Linked DNA regions of Mus musculus: all the other regions are linked to region 1. A link is a contact called in public HiChIP or PLAC-seq data. All regions are on one chromosome and are shown on one strand. The core of a region is the stretch at or near the end of the contact, and the rest is flanking DNA. Distances in the headings are between cores, read along the strand shown. Region 1 overlaps Pak4 (p21 (RAC1) activated kinase 4). Region 2 has its middle 7.7 kb from the start of Hnrnpl. Region 3 overlaps Hnrnpl (heterogeneous nuclear ribonucleoprotein L).

The links. HiChIP or PLAC-seq counts read pairs in DNA pulled down with a chosen protein or histone mark.
Region 2: an HNF4G HiChIP or PLAC-seq map of pancreatic cancer cells shows a contact between it and region 1. The contact joins two enhancer-like sites. A contact is called at or near these places in 3 of 115 datasets of contacts at active chromatin or transcription factors (embryonic stem cells, memory CD8 T cells and pancreatic cancer cells).
Region 3: an HNF4G HiChIP or PLAC-seq map of pancreatic cancer cells shows a contact between it and region 1. The contact joins two enhancer-like sites. A contact is called at or near these places in 1 of 115 datasets of contacts at active chromatin or transcription factors (pancreatic cancer cells) and 1 of 9 other capture datasets (liver).

Annotation. Positions count from the first base shown.
Region 1 is chr7:28,568,469-28,573,227 of GRCm38.p6, reverse strand. It overlaps Pak4 (p21 (RAC1) activated kinase 4), which reads left to right. Exons shown (of 10, transcript NM_027470.3): 2 at 3,362-3,435. Among named protein-coding and RNA genes, the nearest start is that of Mir7049, 9.9 kb to the right of the region's middle. Within about 2 kb of position 2,572, at least 82 of the 459 cell types and tissues checked have an H3K27ac peak or open chromatin away from gene starts, as enhancers often do. A contact at or near this core is called in liver and pancreatic cancer cells, where this site is marked.
Region 2 is chr7:28,801,059-28,805,359 of GRCm38.p6, reverse strand. No RefSeq gene overlaps it. Among named protein-coding and RNA genes, the nearest start is that of Hnrnpl, 7.7 kb to the left of the region's middle. Within about 2 kb of position 2,874, at least 232 of the 459 cell types and tissues checked have an H3K27ac peak or open chromatin away from gene starts, as enhancers often do. A contact at or near this core is called in pancreatic cancer cells, where this site is marked.
Region 3 is chr7:28,819,606-28,824,424 of GRCm38.p6, reverse strand. It overlaps Hnrnpl (heterogeneous nuclear ribonucleoprotein L), which reads right to left. Exons shown (of 13, transcript NM_177301.5): 9 at 4,151-4,272; 10 at 3,679-3,880; 11 at 3,152-3,209; 12 at 2,938-3,033; 13 at 2,159-2,577. The coding sequence ends at 2,519. Among named protein-coding and RNA genes, the nearest start is that of Ech1, 3.3 kb to the left of the region's middle. Within about 2 kb of position 2,739, at least 147 of the 459 cell types and tissues checked have an H3K27ac peak or open chromatin away from gene starts, as enhancers often do. A contact at or near this core is called in liver and pancreatic cancer cells, where this site is marked.

The DNA.
Region 1 (4,759 bases), core at 1,323-3,822:
TCTTCATCTTACTTGGGAAAAACAGAGCCCTTGCTATGGCCCACAGGTGCCACCTGATCTGTCTGGTCACCAGCCTGTGTTGTTTAACCCTACTCTCCCCTCACCTTTGCAATATAGCCGCCAGGCCTTCTTGGCTACATCCAGCAAGTGCCTGTCTCAGCACCTTCGCCCTGCCGTTTCTTACCTCCTGGCTGCCCCTCTTCCTGAGCACAGAACCTCTTTGGTCTCATGCACTCAAGGACTGCATTGACAGTTCCTGCCTCTTTTGCCTGCGCTCTGAGCCTGCCTTTATTTCCTCTCAGGACTTAAGTCTGCCCCGCAGACCTTGGGTGGACCTGGTTTAATGATTGTCATCTTTCCCCAGTGTGAACCCTGCAGACTCTGCAGAGCTGAGGGCCCAGTAGGCTCCACCTCAGTTGTCACTCAAATGGATAGGGAGGTGAAGGCCCAGCAACTATGACCGGTCACTTGTGATTGGGCAGTGTATGATGAGGAAGATGGGCCCATCTAGGAGGAGTTAGGACTACCTGGAAGAAGTGGGAACCTGTCCCAGCAGGAGGCTGAAGGAGAGTGGGATGTGGGACGCATTTACATGGCATAGGTCAGGGCTGTGGCTTGACAGCCAGAGCTGACTGTGGGGGAGTGGGTGTGGGCTCAAGCATGCCAGAGCCAGACACTGTTGCAGCTCAGTCCTGGAAAACAAGGGGTACACTGAGGCAGGGAGGGCTTTCCTGGAGCTGTCGGCTCATTCCCTCAGGAGCATGGGAGATGGATGCATCTGCCTCTCGAGAAAGGTTGAGAGCAGAGCAGGGGCGCAGGGGGGACTAGAGAACTGAGTATCCCACAATTGAAGAATCAGAGATTAAAGAAATGAAAAAAGCATTTTAAAATATAGTCATTTTTAGTGTGTATCCTTGGCTGGAGGGAGCTGCTGGCCATACTGCTCCATCTGTATCTCTTCCGTGGGTACTCAGTCACCCCTTTACCTCCAGGGTCCAACAAGATTCCCCAACACTGGCCCAGAATAGCCCCTACTCTGAGGTCTCTGGAAGCCAAGGGGCTTGTGTTGGTGACTCTCCAGGGCCGCAGGCTCCTTCATAGTGAGCATGTCAGCTCTAGAACCCCATGGCGTACATTGGTGGGGGGACAGGGTTTCAGGCATCGTTTCTGGGACCAGCTTGTCTCACCAGAGATCCTGGGAGGAGGTCCAGGAAACCCATTTCTGGGGCAGGCTGGGGTAGGAGGTGAAGTCCAGCACAGGAGAGGAAAGATAAGGTGTGGGCCTGGCAGGTAGAAGCATCATGGGGGCCCAGACTAGCTGCACACAGTGCAAGCTAGTAAGAGGCCAGCCTGTTGTGTTCACCTTCCTGGGTCAAACCTTGGCAACCTCTGACTGGTTGGGTGCCTGGACAAAGGAGTCTGTTTCCACACCAGACAATTGGGATAAGGTGCCTCCATTGTAGGGCTGTGCGTATATCACAGGGCTGAGCATCATTGGCTGGATCTGCGCCAGAAGCAGGGGCCATAGGCCCTGGGAGAAGTGGCCTACTCTCATGTCTGCTCTGGCTTTGCCCATGACAAGTGAGAACCTTACTTAGGGCATGGGGCTCACAGTGGCTCTCCTGCTGGGTCAGGAACAAAGGGTGAGAGATACTGGGACAGTGCTTCTAAGAGAGGTGGCACACAGTAGGTGCACATTCCTGCTGGCTACTGTTCTCATGTAACTAGCATTGAGGATTTACTGCCTAAGCGTCAGTAAGAGTTGGCTCTGAGCCAGACCTTCAGTGCCTTGCTTGTTTTTCCTGTGACTCCTTATAAAAGCTGCTGGAAGCAGCTTCTGTCGTCACCCTCCCAACAAGAGGAAACTGAGGCATAAGAGTGGAGTCTTTCCCTAGGGTCACTCATTGAGCTTCCTGGCATGAGCTGTGGGCTGGGTCTTCACAGATATAGAAATCAGGGCATATAGTGCTAGCTAACTGTCAGCTGGGGGTTGAGGCTTGGGCTGCAGGGCTCTGAAATTCTGAGCTGGCCTGGGAGACCCATCCCAGCCACGAGATGCCTAAAAGGGCCTGGGTGGGGCCTACACCAGGTCATTATAAACACCAGTTCCTCTGTTTGTCCTTCCCTCCATATGCTGCCCAGAGGAAAGGGGTGGCCCAGGCAAATATCCGGAGGTGTGCCCTTCCGCCCCTTCTCCTGCAGGGTCACAAGTGGCTGCAGTATGCAAGGTGGCTTGGGGCTTATGGGTGGGGGTAGGGGTCTGTGTGGGGGAGCATGGAAAGGCACTGCTGAAAGCTCTCCCACCTTTTCCATTCTGAGCGCTTCCCTATGCTTAGTGAGTGGTCACATGCACTACCACCCCCTATACTGCCAAATCTGGGAGCTGCTTTGGGGCTCCCTCGGTGTGGGAGGTGGGAACTGAGAGTAGAGCCAAGAGTTCAGGGTGGATAGCAAGCTAGACACGGAGGACAGGGAGCCGCAGGTCGCAGCACAGGCTCCACGCTGTGCCAGGCAGCACAAGGTGTGGCACTGTTAGAGTTGTAGAGACAGGCGTAGCGCCAAGGAGGGCTGGGTAGCCCTGGTGCAGAGGTCGGGGTGCTGGGACAGGCTGGACAGGAAAGGCTGGGAGGAGGGCAGCATGTTGCAGTGCTGGTTCTGAGGCAGAGAAGGCTGGAAGCCAGAGGTGCCCATTCTGCCCTAGCTGTCCCAACCCTCAGCCACAACCCCTGGACTTGGATCAAGCAAAGAAACTAAACCAGCTGGGAAAGTCCTGTCCAGGCCCGGGGCTGGCCACCTGCTGGCCCCTTGGGACCAGTTGAGACAGGTTGGCTGCTGCGTCCCCACCTGCCTCTCTCTTGGCTTGGCTGCCAAACCGGTTTCCCTGGCTGGCTGCCCATTAATGTCCTTCTTGTAGGCTGAGCCAGTGACTCCCAAGAAAGAGAGCCATGCCTGGAGAAGAAGAGAGCTGCCCCCTGGACACTTGTCTGTAGCCACTTCCCCAGCAGAGTCTCACTGGGGCTGGGTGCTGGTTCTGTGTCTGCCCACCACCCTGCCAGGTACTGAAGAGCCAGGTGGGACAAAGATGAAAGTCCTCTGACACCCTTTGGTCCTTTGGGCCTTCACTCCTGAAGCCTCCTATAGGAAGCCTCCCTTAGCACACCTGCCATCCTTCCGTGGTTGGTAGCACTTTGTGGGCCCAGTCCCTACCAGTGTACACTGTCACTACCTAGGGACCGTCTGCCCCAGGTAGACCCTAGTGGGTCATAGGCTGTCTAGGTTGTTCTCGTGTCCGACTATCAGCCAGAGTAGAGTGGGTGTTAGTGATTGAATGACTGATAGATCTTTTCTTCCTGTCTTACAGATGAGTAACTCAAAGCCTCAGGAGGAGACGTCACCCACGCAAAGGTGCTTCTAGCCCAGCCAGCTTCAGACCAGGTCTGTCGGACTCCAGGCTCTTCCCACAGGGCCTGTCTCTCCAGCATAAGGGGCTGGTCCCAGGCAGGGAGGGGCTCAGTTGCTTCATCACCCAGGACTCAGGTAGTGAGAGGCAGAGGATTGTTGGGAGGCTGCCTAGTGTCCCTCATTGCTTGATCCTCTGTGGGGTGCCACCATCATCCTGTCCTTCAGCTAGGATGGACCCCAGGGCCTCCCGCCTACTCTGCAGTTCTCTGCTGCTGAGCTGCAGCCCCAGACCTTTTTATCATTTTATTTTGAGACAATTTCACCACGTTGATCAGAATAGCCTGAATCCACTCTATCTCGGCAGAGCTTTGAGCTTGCCATCCTCCTGCCTCCTGAGTAGCTGGGATTGCGGCTACTGAGCCTGTGCTCCTGGCTCATCTTTTGATTCTTTGTTGTTGTTGTTGTTGTTGTTGTAACTGTTGTTATTTATTTTTAATTTACTTTTTAAAAATGGTTATTAGTCTTTAAAGTTTATGTGTATGAGTGTTTTTGCCTGCATGTATGTCTGTGCACCACATGTGTTGCTAATGTCCTTGAAAGTCAGAGGGTGTCGTATCCCTTAGAAGTGGAGTTATGTCCAGTTGTGAGCTCCCATGTGGAAACTGACCCCAGGTCCCCTAGAAGAGCAGCCAGTGCTCTTACCTGCTGGGCTTTCTCTCCAGCTCCCCACTCCCTTTTTGAGATAGGCTCTAACTAGCCTAGAACTCACTTATGTAGACCAGACTGGCCTTGAACACACAGAAATCCACATGGCTCTGCCTTCGAGTATTGGGACTAAAGTGGTATGTCACCATGCCTGGCTCACCCTTGGGTTCCTGACTGGCCTTTCCTGGGTATTTATATAGTACCCAGCTGAAGACCCAGGCCCTAGAGACAGGAGAATGTCCCAGTGTGGAGAGGCATTCCATTTGTCTGTAGCCAATGGCTGGGGTGGCCAGACTAGAGGTGGGGACTGCTCACTGGTGCCCAGAGGTGGGACTAGGGAGACTATGGATGGGCGGGTGTAGGCACTGCTATCATTACTGGGGTTGGAGGGAGACAAGAGGCACTACACATAGGAATAGCAGCAGGTTCCCCGAAGGTGAGGGCATCTGAAGGTGAAGTGATGGCCAGCAGGCTGTGTTAAACACAGGAAGGGGAACTGGAGGAGGGGAGGGAGGGAGCTCCTGGGATGATAGGCAAGGGGAACTGCCTGTGCAAAGGCCCTGCAGTATGAAAGCTGCTGTGAAGGTGATGGGCCACAAGGAGCTGTGGCTCTGAAGAGAGGACAGCTGGGCTGACCCTCTAGTTGCTCAAG
Region 2 (4,301 bases), core at 1,625-4,124, 230 kb before region 1:
CATTGTAGGACTGGAGAGTTGCCTCAGCGGTTGAGAGCACCGACTGCTCTTCCAGAGGTCCTGAGTTCAGTTCCCAGCAGCCACATGATGGCTCACAACCATCTGTAATGGGATCCAATGCCCTCTTCTGGTGCATGTCTGGGGACAGCTACAGTGTACTCATATATAATAAATAAATAAATAAATCTTAAAAAAAAAAGGAAAACATTGTAGAAGTTTGGTCATTCTCCTACTCCATGCTCCCAGAAATAAGACTCAAAATATATTTACAAATACCCTGGCTTATAGCTAGGCGCTTCTCTCACTAGATCATAATTTAATATAACCCATTCATTCTGATCTACATGCTGCCACGTGGAACCTCCCACCTGGCTCTATCCCAGAATCCTTTCTCCTCCCAGATGTCCCACCTCCAATTTCCTGCCTAAGCCATAGGCCATCAGATTTATTATTGACAGGTGCCACGCCCATACAGCCATAAGATATTCTCTCTACAACACATCTGACCAGCATAAGAACACACTGAAAGTCACTTCCATTGTCCAAATCTTGAGCAACCTGGGGAATCAAACTAAATCACGAGGAAGAGATGGGTGTGGTGGTGCACACCTGTAATTCCTGAACTGGCTCTGGTGAGGCTGAAGCAGGAGAATCATGAGTCCCAGGCCACCCTGGGCTACTTAGTGAGACCTGGTCTAAAAAAAAAAAAAAAAAAGCTGGGCTGTGGTAGCACACACCTTTAATCCCAGCACTTTGGAAGCAGAGGCAGGCGGATTTCTGAGTTTGAGGCCAGCCTGGTCTACAGAGTGAGTTCCAGGACAGCCAGGGCTACACAGAGAAACCCTGTCTCGAAAAAACAAAAAAAAAAAACAAACAAAAAAAAAAAAAGGAAAGATTGGCCGCTCTTGCAGAGAACCTGGGTTCAATTCCTAGGACCCACAGCCATATGTAACGCCAGTCTCAAGGGATCGAACACTCTCTTCTGGCCGCTCTGGGCAGCAAGCACACAAATAGTACCCTGACATACATGCAGGCAAAGCACCCATCCATTCATTAAATATGCATATGTGTACGTATAGGAGTATGTGTGTTGTGTGGGAGGCGTGGAGGTCTTTGTGCTCAAAGATAAACACCGGGTTAAACAGGAATGTTAAATACACATTATCTCTTCAAAGACAGAGTTGTATAACCTGTTCTCAGCCCAGAAAGCTGGGAATAGAGAATAGCCTGGTGACTTTTGTGTTCTCTGTGTGGCCGAGACCACACTAGATCCTCCCCAGACCCTTATCTTGAGCTTGTCAATCTGTAGAACCCATTTTTATAGAAGGTAGCACATGTAATCTATTTATAGACCACATTGCTATGTACTTTACAAAGAGTTTCCCAAAAGTCGCTTCTTAAACTTTACCGTGCACGTGGAACTGAGTTAATTATTACCAGGAAATGTCTTGTCAAGTGGTGCTGTGCTTAAATAGGCCTAAAATAAATTACTTGGGGTCAGACTCTCAAAGTTTGAACCAATACTGGCTACTTACTTAGTTGTGTTAAAATGAACTACCTTTTTGTTCCCCTTGCATTGTTCTGCTGGCCATCTGCAAGTGCACACACACACACACACACACACACACACCCATCTTCCACCACCAAGCAAGTAATTCTGTCTCAGACACCAGCCAGTGTTCTTCTAACTGGATTCAGTCACGACACCACTCTGATACTGTGACTTGGGTATAGCGTCAGGACACGTAGCTTAAGGGCTCAGTCCCCACTGCTCCCCCACGTCTGTGGCTGTCAGTGACAAGCCACACACATTCTTCTGTGTTTCTGGAGGACAGCCCGTGTGATTCTTTCAATCTGCAATGTCCCTTGTTGGTTCCTGCCATGGAGCCCTCGTTCCCTGCCTGGTGGATGTCACTTGGGGAAGCTTTGGAAGCTGAGGCCTACCGGAGGGAAGTGGGTCATTAGGTCACTGGGGGCAGGGCAGTTAGACTTTGTTGCTGATGCCTGCCTGTCTTGCTCACTGGTCCATGATTTGAACAGACTCTGCTATCCACTTTCACCTTCTCTCATCTAGCCATGAAGGGATGGACCACTCTGAAATGCTGAGCCCAAATTGGTCTTTCTTTCTTTAAACTGTAACTGTTGGATATTTTGGCTACAGTGATACAAAAATAGGAGTACAGTGTAGAAACCAAGGGCCCCATCTGCTCTCTTTTCCTTTCTGTTGCTACCATGAAACACTGATAAAGCAACTCAGTGGAAAGAAAGGGCTTGGTTCACTTTCAGGAGCATAGTCCATGGTGAGGAAGGGCGGGGCAGGAACTCAAGCGGAAACAGTGGAAGAGTACTGCTAGCTGGCACGTTTGGGCTCACGCTGGGGAGTTTCCTTATAAGGCCCTGGACCACCAGCCTAAGGAATGTTGTCCCCACCCCACCCCACCCCCACCCCGCTCCACAGACAGGCCCACAGGCCGATTTGATGTGGGCAATTTCTCAGTTTCCACTACCTTCTTGGGTGATTCTGGGCTGTGTCAAATTGACAGGTAAAGCAACCCAATATACCACTTCCACCTTCTATGATTGTTAAATTTGCTAGGCAACTGATGGGGCTCAGGACAAACCATGCAGAAGGAATCCGGTAGCTTCCACACTCCGTAGTATATTTGGCTGTTTAGAGAGTGTGTGTGTGTTTTCCTCTAATAAGTGAATCTAGCACGAGGTAGGTACTTGCTAGGCAAGTAGACTACTGCTGAGCCACCTCCTGCAGGAAGCTCTACTGTTTGGAAGCTGTCTCCCAGCCCAGTCCTTTCTGAGGTTTTTATGACGTTTGCCCGGGCAGGATTGCTAACAGACTGGATGCGGAGACCCAGAAAACCCGGTTGGTTCAGATTTTCTCGGCCTCCCTCACAGCATTCCTTCCTCTGGGGCAAAGGGTTGGATGTGTGTACTGAGTCTTGTTCAGTTCCTGGACTTAGTCCAAACACTCAGGGGAATAAGAAAAAGACATTCTTTAAGAGTGCAAAAAGCAGCCACAAACAGACCTTTGTAACAAATGACATCGGATTCAGTCCTTAGCATGTCACATCTGTACTTCTCTTTAAGGTCCTGGCTCCAAGTTACACTCAGCAACTAAGTGGAGAAAAGAGCCTGCAAGTCTGATGATCTTAGACAACTGGGAGATTTACACAGCCAAAGTTATTGTCACAGTTACTTTGGAAGTATAACAGCATTGTTCGCTTTGAGTTCTCTCTTCCTGACAACAGAACTGGGACTTAATGGCTGACTAGAACTTAATTAATGGTGGCGGCTAGCCAGCGCCAGCCCCTCTGAACAAGCCAGGTAGAGGCATGTTCTCTGAGATGAGGATGGAGCCTAATTGGTGCCAATCTTAGGGAACAAATCTTAACAGAAATATATTCTCAGCAAGTCCAAACTGCAATTATGTTCAGAGTACAAAATTTTCCCTACAGTTCCTAACAAGCCTGGGTAGTTTGCTAAGTCATTTAGGGGCAGCACCAATTTAGCTTGTGCAGTGCAGTATTTCCTAAGCAAGTTGATTGGTGAATCCATCATAAAACATCAGTGTTTTACTCCGCTTCTCCTGTGTCATTGTGACCTACTACCCCAGGAAGTAGGTCAGGGTCATGATTCAGGAATTGTGGGTAAAAACTTACACATACACACACACACACAAACACACACACACGCACACATTCTTTTGTTTGTTTGTTTGAGTGAGTCATGGTTTTACTATGTAGCTCCAAAATGGCTTCTTGCCTCAATTCCTTTAGGTCTGGGATTGTACCACCACGTCTATTTATACTGTGGTGTCTGTCTGACTCTGGTATATGTGTGTGTGCACATGGATATGCTGTGCAGGTCAACACAGGTATATTCTTCAATACTTTCTTGACTTTTTTGTTTGTCTTGTCTTGTTTTGTTTTTGAGACAGGGTTTCAGTGTATCCCTGGCCGTCCTGGAACTCACCCTGTAGACCAGAGAGGTCTCAAATTCACAGAGATCGACTCTGCCTTCCAAGTGCTGGCTGGGATTAAAGGCGTGTACCACCGCCTCCTGGAAACATCATTTTATTTATATTTGTGTGTTTATGTTCACACGTCCAATGGCACAGATATGAAGGTCAGAGGACCAGGAGTTGATTCTGCCCTCTTCAAACTCAAGTTGTCTGTCCACCTTGGCAGCAGAACCTGTTACTTTTTTTCTCTTTTTGGCCAGCACCACATTTAATCAATTTATGTGTTTTTCTTGCATGTGTGTGCCTGGTGCCCTTGGAGGTCAGA
Region 3 (4,819 bases), core at 1,490-3,989, 250 kb before region 1:
AAACCAAAAAGACAGAGACAGAGACAGGGGCAGGTGGCAGATCTCTGCGAGTTCAAGACAAGCCTCTTCTACATAGCAAGTTCCATTACTATAGAGACCCTGTCTAAATAAATATAATAATATGCTGTTTGTTTCTAGACAATTTCTGTGTAGCTCTGGCTATCATGGAACTCTGTGAACCAGGCTGGCCTCGAATTTATAGAGATCTGTCACCTTCTACCTCCCCAGTGCTGGTATTCAAGGCATGTGCTACCACTACCACCTGGCAAAGGCTATATTTTCAAAACAGACATACCAAAAAAAAAAAAAAAAAAAAGCCTGAGAAAGTATTACCCAAGAGCATAAAATACCGTCTAAGTGTGCTCCTTAGGGAGATGTTTGCCAAGAGGGTGAACAGATGTCTCTGGGCCAGTGGGACAGTAGGGGATGTCTGCTACCCAGACTTACAGCTGAGGTAGGCAGTCCCCACCCCACCCCACCCACACAAGGGACAGATGTAGCAACTACCAGGAGTAATGTTTTATCCTCCTTTTGTTGGAAAATCCTATGCAGATACTAAAATGTGAGCAGAAAGGACACCCTAGTTTCAGCTAAGAAATTAGGAAGTTGTTGCCTCTTATCAACAAAAAGAAACCCTGGAACAAATGGCTGTGGTGCTCTTGGCAAACCAAAGCACCTGCAGGCTCAGTCTACACCCCTGTGGCTCCACTCTGCTCACCCTGCCCCCTACCCTAAACTCAAGCTCCTGGGCGTCCCTTCCAGCTTCATTCCCATCTAACTCAGCCACTTTGGCCATGTTTGCTCTTTGCCCTCTCTCCTCTTGGTCCAACCCCTTTTGTGACTCCCTACTGGGCATGTTCAGTCTACTACCTTCTTTCCCTGCTCTGGACCCTTCCAGATGCCTCTGGCTGTACCCACTTCTATCTTCAAAACCTCAACCGTAGCTTGGAGTGGTCATGTCATCTCATTCAGTAATGTGCATCATTTAACTGGTATAAAAAAGTAATTGTGGATGATACACGTGGAGTGTTTATACATTTACAGGTCTAATTGCCAACAGAAAATGAACTGGATAGTAGATAAAACTCTTTGAATCTCCCCGATTGTTTTACAGCAAACTAGGGTGCAGTTAGTACTTTCCATGTGATACTGTGACTCCAGATGCTGAAACGCCAGTCTGGCTCTCCAGGACGTTGCCACCACTGTCACTAGTGTGGCCTGCTCCCACTCTCCAGGACATCAGTTTTTAACCTGTGTTCCTCCTAGGCCTTGTTTCTACTGAAGCCATCTCCGGAGGTTTCCATCTAAATCCCAGGACTATCCACCACGGACTTAACAGTTTGCATCCTTCAACCCCACTTGTAAACTCTGCCTCAGGATCAGTGAGTTAGCGAGACCCAGAAATGACTTTCAGGGCCAGTAAACCACAACGCACAATCATCTCTGTACACAGACCAAGGTCCAGTTGTCATGTCAGAACAGCATCAGAACTACCTTATTTTTAGACTTTTAACTTGAGTACTCTAATTTCCATGTGCCCCTGCATGGCAGAAGAGGGCATCAGATCCCATAACAGTGTTCACACACATACACATACATACACACACACACACACACACACACACACTCAGCAGGTCCCACCAAGCCACTTTTGAATCCTGTAGCTTGGCAACCATCTTGCCAGGCGGTGGTGTACCAAGCTGCAGAGATCAGCCTCAAGCTCTACTCCTACTCCAGAGAGCTAAGCACTTGGACTACAGGACAGCACAATTGTGCTCCAACTCCACTGTTTTCAAGACAAAAAGGTTTTCTCTGTGTATGCCTGGCTGTCCTGGACCTCAGCCCTGCCCATTTCTGCCTCAGTGCAGGGATTAAAGGTGTGCATCGCCACTGCCAGTCCAGAGTGTAACCGTATCCATGTACTCGCATGAGCTTGTGCATTTGATATGATACACGTAAGGCCAGGACTACCTGAAGAACAGGGTTAACTATCCCCACCTTTCAATCACTAGTAGAACCTGACCTAGCTTGGGCAGTGTCCTTCAAGAATGCACTGGTCTCTAATTCCTGCTCATTGCTCATCCTGCCCTTATTAAGGCTGGGCCCACCACTCTTTGGAATGCTAAGTGGGAGAGAGGAAAGCAGACAACCCACCCTTGGAGCCCCAGCAAATAGTTTTATTTTCCAAACAATTTTATTGAAATGTGCCAAGATACATGGGCAGCACAAATGTATGAACAGGAAAAAAAAAAAATCACACATACAGTCATTTTAAAAAGTGAAGGTTAATCTTGGGAGATACCAGTTCCCCTCCCCCCCTCCAGAGTTCCAGCATTTCTGTTGTGGTTAAGCCTCTACTGACCTAGCATTTAAAAGGAAAAAACTGCAAAAATAAATCAAAACAAAACCAAAAAGAAAAAAAAAAACAAGAAAAAAAAAAAAAAAACCAAACAAACCAACAGCATAAAGGAAAGGAACATTTTCCTGCTCGGATGGAGTCTTCCTTCCCAGCATCCAATTAGGAGGCGTGCTGTGCAGTGGAGAAGCACAACTTCAGAGTGTATGGGTACGGGCCATCTGGAAACAAGAGGACAGATGTCAGTCAGGCTGGAACCCTCTGGAGCTCCCGGACCAGTCATCTCAATCTGCACCCACACGCCCTCCTCTGCAGGTCAATTACCAGGATCTAACTCATCACCACCCACGGTAAGCTAGAGCAACTCCCAAGCTATCAGGTGGGTGGAACCCGGCAGCCTGGCTGGCCTCCCAGGAGGATGTCATCAGACTGCTCTCCTGGTGACCAAGTCCCATCTGCCTGTGTCTGCGACAAAGGCAATCTCTAGGGTCCTATCTTGAGGGTAGAAAGATGGCTCTGGCATGTAGCCAGACAAGCCATCAAGCCACTAGGGAGATTCTGCAGGACACACAGACACTCACTTGGGTTTTTCATCTGGTAATGGTTCAGGAAGCCCAAGGTCTCCAGGGCATCGCTCTTCGAGTCCCACTCCAGCAGCCCAGAGGAGCTCCGCTCGCCTGAATCAAACAGGAGACAGCAGAGGGGTTAGGCAGGGCCACACAAGGTTAGTCTCCTCCCAGCAACCACCACCCACAGCTGCAGTGGGGTCGGGGAGGGAAGTGGTGTCTGACTCACTTTTGCCTGAAAATACTTTGACAGAGGTTGGCCGCTTCACTCCCAGTTCATCGCAGATCTGGTGCAAGAGAGTAACGAGTAAGAGAATTCAGAAACCATATGGAAGACTTAAAGCAGACCAGACAACTGTGGTCTTGTGTGGACTGTACCCCACCAGCCTGGGACTCACAGAAACACCTCCATGAGGCAGCACAAGAAGAGAGACTGTTCCTCAAACCACAACTCTGGCCACCCACAGTATGACAGCAGATAGGTGTTGCTGAATTGCTGGCCAACACCCATGGGCCCCTCTTGCTGTCTCTGCCCAGGTTCCAAAGCATCACCTTTGTGGCAACCCCACAATCATGACTGCCTGGCCAAGATGTGAAAGCAGTGTGCAGAGCTCTACACCAGGACACACTCTATGCCTCTGCTCGCTCTAACCACAGCCAAGACGAGAAGAATCTGCCCCCTCCCTTTCTTTTGCTGTGTCCCAAATGAGCCCAACTGAAGCCAATGTCATGACAGATCGGTTTCACAACACCCACCTCAAAGAAGTTCTCCTCAGTCACCTCGAGGGGAGCATTGAAGAAGTGCAGTACATTGCTAGGGTGCTGGATGCGGTTCTTAGCTGCCTGCTCTGGAGTGGAGAACCGATTGTTCCTTGACTCGCTGAAGTCTTTATAGCTGCAGGATCCATCTTCTAGCCCGTATGACTGACCAGGCATAATGGCTGGTTGCTTGGAGACACTGAGAGGAAGAAAGGAAGTCTTTGTTCTATGCTGAATTGTCTGTCCTCTAGGGTCAGCCAGAGGCTCAGCTGGCCTCACGCCTATCTGATACTGCTGAGTGCTTTTAACACACACTGCTGCACTCAAGCTAACCTCCTTTCTCCCAAGGCTTCAGAGGAAGAGGAGCATGGCTCCTATCCCCACCCCCATTCCTGCCTATGTCAGCACCCTGATCTCAATCACAACTGAAATCACACCTCTGTCCATCTTTTCTGATGACAGTACCCACCAGACATTCATCTTCTGCCCAAACATGAAGTTGTTGTTGAGGTGAGTAATGGCTCGGTCCACAGCATAGCCATCAGCCATTTCCACCATGGCGGCCCCCGGCTTGCTTTTCATAAATTTCACCTTAGGGAGAAAGGTGCGATTTAGCACACATGTCTAGTTGCAGGTCCTCTCCCCTGACAGCTACAAGCTAACTCCTGCTCTGGTTCTAGTCGTCCATTTCCTCAAAGGTGAAAGGGGACCAGAACCAACCCAGAGCAGGTCTGGCCCGTGCGCTGAGCTCAAGCCAAGTGGGCAGTGGAGCCCGGGCAGGATCTTTCTCATTGGAGAGCTGCTGCACGAAGCCAGCTCTGCAGAATGAGGAAGCTAGCTCTCTACATTTTGCTGCTTCAGGTTAGATATTCTATCACAATATCAATAAAAGTGCTGAGGAAAGACTCTTGGGTCTTCTAAGTGTTCTACCTCTGAGACCCAAATACCTTTATACAGTAGACCACAGTATATACTGGTAGAGGCTCTAAGAAGCCAGGCCAACTATGGGAAGTCACGCTTCCCACATAAAGGGTTATTCAACTCGTCCTTCCTTTCTGCTTTAATACAGCAGGTAAAAAACCCTAAAACCACTACAGAAAGTGCACTAATGCTCCTGCTGTTCCAAACAGTTTTACTG